Linked DNA regions of Mus musculus: region 2 is linked to region 1. A link is a contact called in public HiChIP or PLAC-seq data. All regions are on one chromosome and are shown on one strand. Each heading gives the region's core, a stretch centred on a gene start, on an enhancer-like site or on the middle of the called end of the contact. The rest is flanking DNA. Distances are from core to core; before and after follow the strand shown. Region 1 overlaps Aff3 (AF4/FMR2 family, member 3). Region 2 overlaps Aff3 (AF4/FMR2 family, member 3).

Region 1 (2,700 bases), core at 132-2,631:
GGTGACAAACTCAGCTTCCTGCACGCCAGGCAAGTGTTCTCCCGCCTGCTCCCTTCCAGTCATCACTGTTGGTGGGGGATGTTAGGAGACTGGGGCTCCCAGGTGTTGCTGTCTGCACACACCCTGTTGAAGCAGCTAGACAGTGTTTAAGCAGTAAAGATCCCTACGCAGCTTTGTTCTTTGATGGATACTGACTGGAATCCTAAGGAGCTTGGAACTTGGTGTCTCCAGAGGGGAAGCACCCTACGCCGCATGCGTTTCTGACACCACTCAGAGTACCTTTCTCAGGCTGTGCTGGCTAAGGCAGGCAAGGTTTGAATCATTTAAGCAACTTTTATTGAGATGGAAAACCATCCATCTCACTGCTGTTCTTCTCTGCGTTGGATGTTTCAGCAATCGATTTTAGCAGGGCCTGAAGGTTTCAGTAAGAGAAGGATGTATCCTTTTCCTTCCATCCGACCTTTCTGTTTTTCCATCCATCAGAATAAAGTAGGGACCCAACCTGAATATGCAATGGAAACAGTTCCCTAAGAACAAAAAGGTGGGGTCCAGCTTTGCTGCAGCAAGGTCTCCCTCAGGACAGCAGTGCTGTGGAAAGGTCCCCAGAGTGCCCTGCCTATGACAATAGGGCCTATGCAGACATTCTACTTGTTTCCTTTGATTAAGTCATGCTGTGGGAGATTCACCCTCTCATATGCAGGAATCTTCCCTTCCTCTATAAAATTAAAATCCTTTTAGCTAGGAGAGTGCGCCATGTAATTACCTTACACATGGTAAGCCCCAGTCCCTTCCTGCCATTCACACTTACCATGCTCACGGCCTTCAGTACTGCGTGTTCCAGGGAGCCCTCATTCAGCTCAGGAGGGATAGCTAGCTCTGCTTCTGCTCCTGGCATCATGGGGACAGATGGGACATTTGGTAGATGGGCTGGGTGCTCTGGTCGTGACCGCCTCTTCCATGGAAATACGGGCAGAGGACAGTACATCCTTCAGAGAGCAGCAGGCAGTGCTGGCCTCCAGCCCCACTGGCTTCTAACACAGCAATACGGCTGGCAGGAGCCGGGCTTCATTCCTAGCCAAGCCTTTCACCATGTAGCTCCATGAATTCAGTATTTCTGGACTGAGGCTTCCCATGCCATATCTCTCTCAATTCTCCCCGGCCAAAGCTCCCTGTCACTAATTACAACACCAAATAATACACAGCTCGCTGCTTTGCACTAATAAGACCAGCATCTAAGCTGCGGGTTGAACCAAGCACCGCCGCTCCTTGATATAAATTCTCGGATCCTGTCTTTTCAAAGAAAAGTCTGTTTTCCACCTTCCTCCTGAGGCTGTGGAGTAGTAATTGTCCCTGCTTTTCATGCTTTTGTGGAATGTCAGGGGAGGAGGGGCTGTCAGACTGCTGCTAGTCTGCGCCTGCAGCTTACCAAGAGCAAGCCGACCTTGATTCAGGTTCTAAAATAAGAGCTAACCCCTTCAGTTCATTTGCATCCTCAGAGCACTAACTGCTGCTTAATTGGTAAGAAACATAGGAAGTGAGGTGTGGAAGGCATGAATCTAAGCGCTCTTTCATGCAAGTTTATGGGAAAAGAAAGAAAGATGGAAAGATCCAGGCCCTCCCCTGGGAAAGGTATTTATAAGTCAGCTATATTTATTCAGCACCCATTCTTGACAGCCTGGTGGCTTCAGTTGTCTGAATTGTATGTTTATTCAACCATTAACAGTATTTATAATACAAAAGGATGAATTTCCTTTTTTAAAAAAAGCTATGTGCAGGGGAGTCGTCCCCCTCTGTGGAGAAGGGGAGAAGGGTGGAGGAGGTCTGGTGAGAGCCAGGACCCAGAGGAGAGGGAGAGGGGAAGATGTGACTGGGTTGCAAAGTAAATAACTAAATCAAGGAATGAAACAAACTAACTAAGCCAGAGTGTGGCACCTGTTACTTTTTGGATCTTTCTAGTTGTTTCCTATCAGCTTCTCAGTGGCTCTGCCCTAATGATCTGGCACCCTCCCTTTCTTCTCCTGGCAGCTTTTCTGTTCATCTCAGGCCCCATTGATGCCCCAGTGAAGATAAGCCAAAGAAAGTGGAAGGGGCTGAGGACCTTCTTGACCAGGAAGCTGCCAGGGCAGAAAATGTCAGGTAAAAGAGGAAGAAAAGGAAGTGAGAGAGGAGGAAAAGGAAGTGAGAGGAGGGAAGGAAAAGAGGAGGAAAAAATCCAATGGGAAAGGGGAGGGCAGGAAGGGTTTATTTGCATCACTCGCCTAGGGATGGTACTGCCCATAGTGGGCTGGGCTCCTACACCAACGGACACTCAAGAGAACGCCCCATAAACATAGCCTCAGGCCATTTCTTATGGAGACAGTTGCTTAACTGAGGTTTCCTCTTCCCAGATGTGTCAAGTTAGAACTAATTATGACAGAAGGGAAGGAAGAACGGGGGATGTGGGAGTACACATGAAGGGGGAAGAAGAGGAAAAGCTGATGGGAACTAAGATAAGGAACTAAGAGGGAAGAGAAGGGGCGGGAAGAGGAGCAGGTGTGACCATAGTCACAGTAGTGGTGGTTGTATTGGTCCACCATGGGCTTCTCTCCTCTGACTCTGGAGAATAACAGAATGAACTCATCAGTATATCCTGGCTGTTGCCTGTACCTGGCACATAGTAGGTGCTTTGTATATAGCAGCTGGGTGTGTAAGACATTTTGC
Region 2 (2,826 bases), core at 154-2,653, 62 kb after region 1:
ACACTTCCTGAGAAACTAATGAAGAAAACAAACAACCCCCCCAAACTCCACATCATCAGAGTCACAGGACAGAGGGTCACCCCTCCCAGTTAAAGGAATGTTCTCTGGAGAGGGGAATCCACTTTCCTTGCCAACTGACAGTCCTGCTGAAAGTTAGGTCAGAGAAGACTGGTCCATCGGCTCTGTCTCTCTGAGTTCCCGAAATGGAGGATCCAGGAGGGTGGTACTGACATCTGATATTAACAAAACCTTGCCTTAGTTAAAAAAAAAAAAGCTCCTTGTGTGAACTATACTATTTTAGCAAAGATCATGGTTTCCTGTCTGTGTTAATCATTTTTTTCTTATATTCATCGGACCATCTTTTAATTTTTATACAATTTATATAAATCTCTCACTTTTCAGATTTCTGTTTGCCAACATATATTCTCCAGCTTAGGCTTACACAAACCTCACCTGAGCTCCAAAGCCTCTAAACATCAGGGAACAGCACACGGGGCTTCACACATTTGTGGACAGTGACGTTTAAGTCACCCATATCAGTTTTGGAAATTACGGCTGATTAGATGGAAAGAGAAGAATTTGACTCCCCCTCTCCACCCCCCACACGTGGCTTTTGTAAATGTTTATATGAGATGAGAATAAAATTTTGTTTGTAAGGTGGAATTAGGGCTGATAACCAAGGCCACCCTCCTGCTGAGCTGATAGTGACTGACAGTTCAGATGTGCGCTCACTCCTAGACAGGCTCAACAAAGCTCTGAGAGGCAAGTGTCTCCAATTGTAGTTATTGTGTTTCCATTCAGAAGGGAAACTAACTATCAAATTGAGCACTCAGGTATATGATTACAAGGCTAGAAACAAAACCAAATGCAAGCCACTATTCTTTCATCGCCTGTGTTCCTGCTGCGTTCAAAATATGTAATATGTAGGTTTTTGTTTTTGTTTTTTGCATAGTTCTTCGAAAATGAGGTACTTTCTGGCACTGAAAATTTACTTAAAGTTTTTGTGGTTAAATTATCATAACAAATATTACTAATGTGTAACTCATCTTAAGCAATTTGCCAGCAGCTTGCATGGGTCTGTGGAGCTTAGTAGGTATTTAAGACTATTCTGAGAATGATTTATGCAAAAATTGCATAGCTCTTGTTTGGATACAAATAACATCTCTTATACAGTTCATTTCTCATGAAAGAGAAACTTGATTTTGGAGCTGCGCCCCCCAAACCTGGTCCTGATTACTGCTTCAACTCCTGTTTATATAATTCTACACAGTTTTGGCAGGATTCAAGAGCACATACCAGGGTGTTGGCTTTTATGAATCTCCCGAGATGCGAATGTCACGCTGACTGGATGAACTCTGGCCACAGATCCCAGACATGCACAATGACTCTATTTATTCCGACTTGGCTGCCTGGATGCAGATTGACTCTGTGTGTAATAAATTTTCACAGCCCCAAGAACCTCCACATCAACCAAGCCAAGGCTGAGAAGACAAACACACCTAGTGGAACTGGGCTGCGTTTCACCCAGTTATTCTGTCAGAGCTCACTGATGGGTGACATGCGCTGTCAATGCCTTTAAGGTTTTTCCCTTCTGGTGTTCTCAAAACCCTGCTCTCTGTTACAAAGTTGCCATATTAAACAAAACAAGGGTTGGGGGGAGATGGACAGAAATCTGCTTTTAATAGTTTACCCCACACTGCTATGAGTCCTCAGAGGCCTCTACGGGACAGGGCTGAGAACTGTGACTAGTTGTTTGCCACTTCAACAGAGACCACATGAAACGCAATGGCTCTTGTCTCATCCGGCACTCAGCGGGGACTCACCTGTAGTCTGGACATACTAGAGGCATGAGGTTTTAGCTTCTCCCTGACAGACAAGATTATTACTCTCTGCATTATAAATAAGAAAATAATTGCCTCTTTAGCTTGCAGATTTATGTTAATGACACAGATATCTATTAAATTAATTGTACGCTCTCCAAATATTGATTGGGGATTAAAAGGTAACTTTCCTTCATTGTGTTGAGAAATCAATTAGGCCAATAGAGAAATTCCCCTCTACAGATTAAATCCAATGATCACTGCCTGTAAAGTTAAAACAGTCAGTTTAAGTGGATAAACTACACCCATTTAAAGAGAAAAATGCACTTATATAATTAAAACGAAAAGGCTGCCCAGTCTGTGTGGATAATGTGATTACTCGGAGCTGCAGGCAGACATCGCCGTTCAGTGTGGATGGCTGCTCCCTCGATAGCTGTCCCTGAGCTACGGATTTGTCATGGTGCTTGCAGCTGACACTGTCTCAGCTACAGCTTGCCAAAAGTCTCCAGCATTTGTCCTTTTCCTCTTGCCTCAGCTGTGATGACTCTACCTAGAAATTTGCTCAGTCTCACTTCCTAAACCGTCCCAGACTCAAGAGGGTGAGATGGCCACTTTGACTAAATGGTCAGACACCCGTGTGTGTTCCTCCTCCCCCCACACCCATCAGGCTGACGGTGCCTCCACATATTGTTTCACCCAGTTTCCTTCACATTTTCCCAGGGAACAACTAAACATTGGAATCTGTGACATACACATCCAAACAAGAAATGTCGTTCTCTGGTCTGCTCGAACCTCACCGAGTGGAAGCAGTCTGATGACAGCTTGCTTTCATTTCAAAGGTGTCACAACCAACTTATCAAGTAAACAGAAGTACAATTCTGGTGCCTTTGCGAGGGGACAGTGAGGAGATCCGGTCTCTCGGCTTCGGGGACTCCAGCCTGAGATGGCTTACAGAACTTACATTCTAATAGTGCTCGGCATGATGAGTGTGTAAGGAATGGTGTAG

Evidence for each region. HiChIP or PLAC-seq counts read pairs in DNA pulled down with a chosen protein or histone mark.
Region 2: an H3K27ac HiChIP or PLAC-seq map of heart atrium shows a contact between it and region 1, with 8 read pairs. The contact joins two enhancer-like sites. A contact is called at or near these places in 1 of 15 datasets of contacts at CTCF or cohesin (the NIH/3T3 cell line), 12 of 484 Hi-C or Micro-C datasets (the 3T3-L1 cell line, the C3H10T1/2 cell line, adipose-derived mesenchymal stem cells and 8 more) and 2 of 115 datasets of contacts at active chromatin or transcription factors (double positive thymocytes and heart atrium).

What each region holds. Positions count from the first base shown.
Region 1 is chr1:38,199,045-38,201,744 of GRCm38.p6, forward strand. The region is part of intron 15 of Aff3 (AF4/FMR2 family, member 3); the gene reads right to left. Among named protein-coding and RNA genes, the nearest start is that of Gm16150, 19 kb to the right of the region's middle. Within about 2 kb of position 1,382, at least 40 of the 459 cell types and tissues checked have an H3K27ac peak or open chromatin away from gene starts, as enhancers often do. A contact at or near this core is called in heart atrium, where this site is marked.
Region 2 is chr1:38,261,183-38,264,008 of GRCm38.p6, forward strand. The region is part of intron 9 of Aff3 (AF4/FMR2 family, member 3); the gene reads right to left. Among named protein-coding and RNA genes, the nearest start is that of Gm16150, 43 kb to the left of the region's middle. Within about 2 kb of position 1,404, at least 76 of the 459 cell types and tissues checked have an H3K27ac peak or open chromatin away from gene starts, as enhancers often do. A contact at or near this core is called in heart atrium, where this site is marked.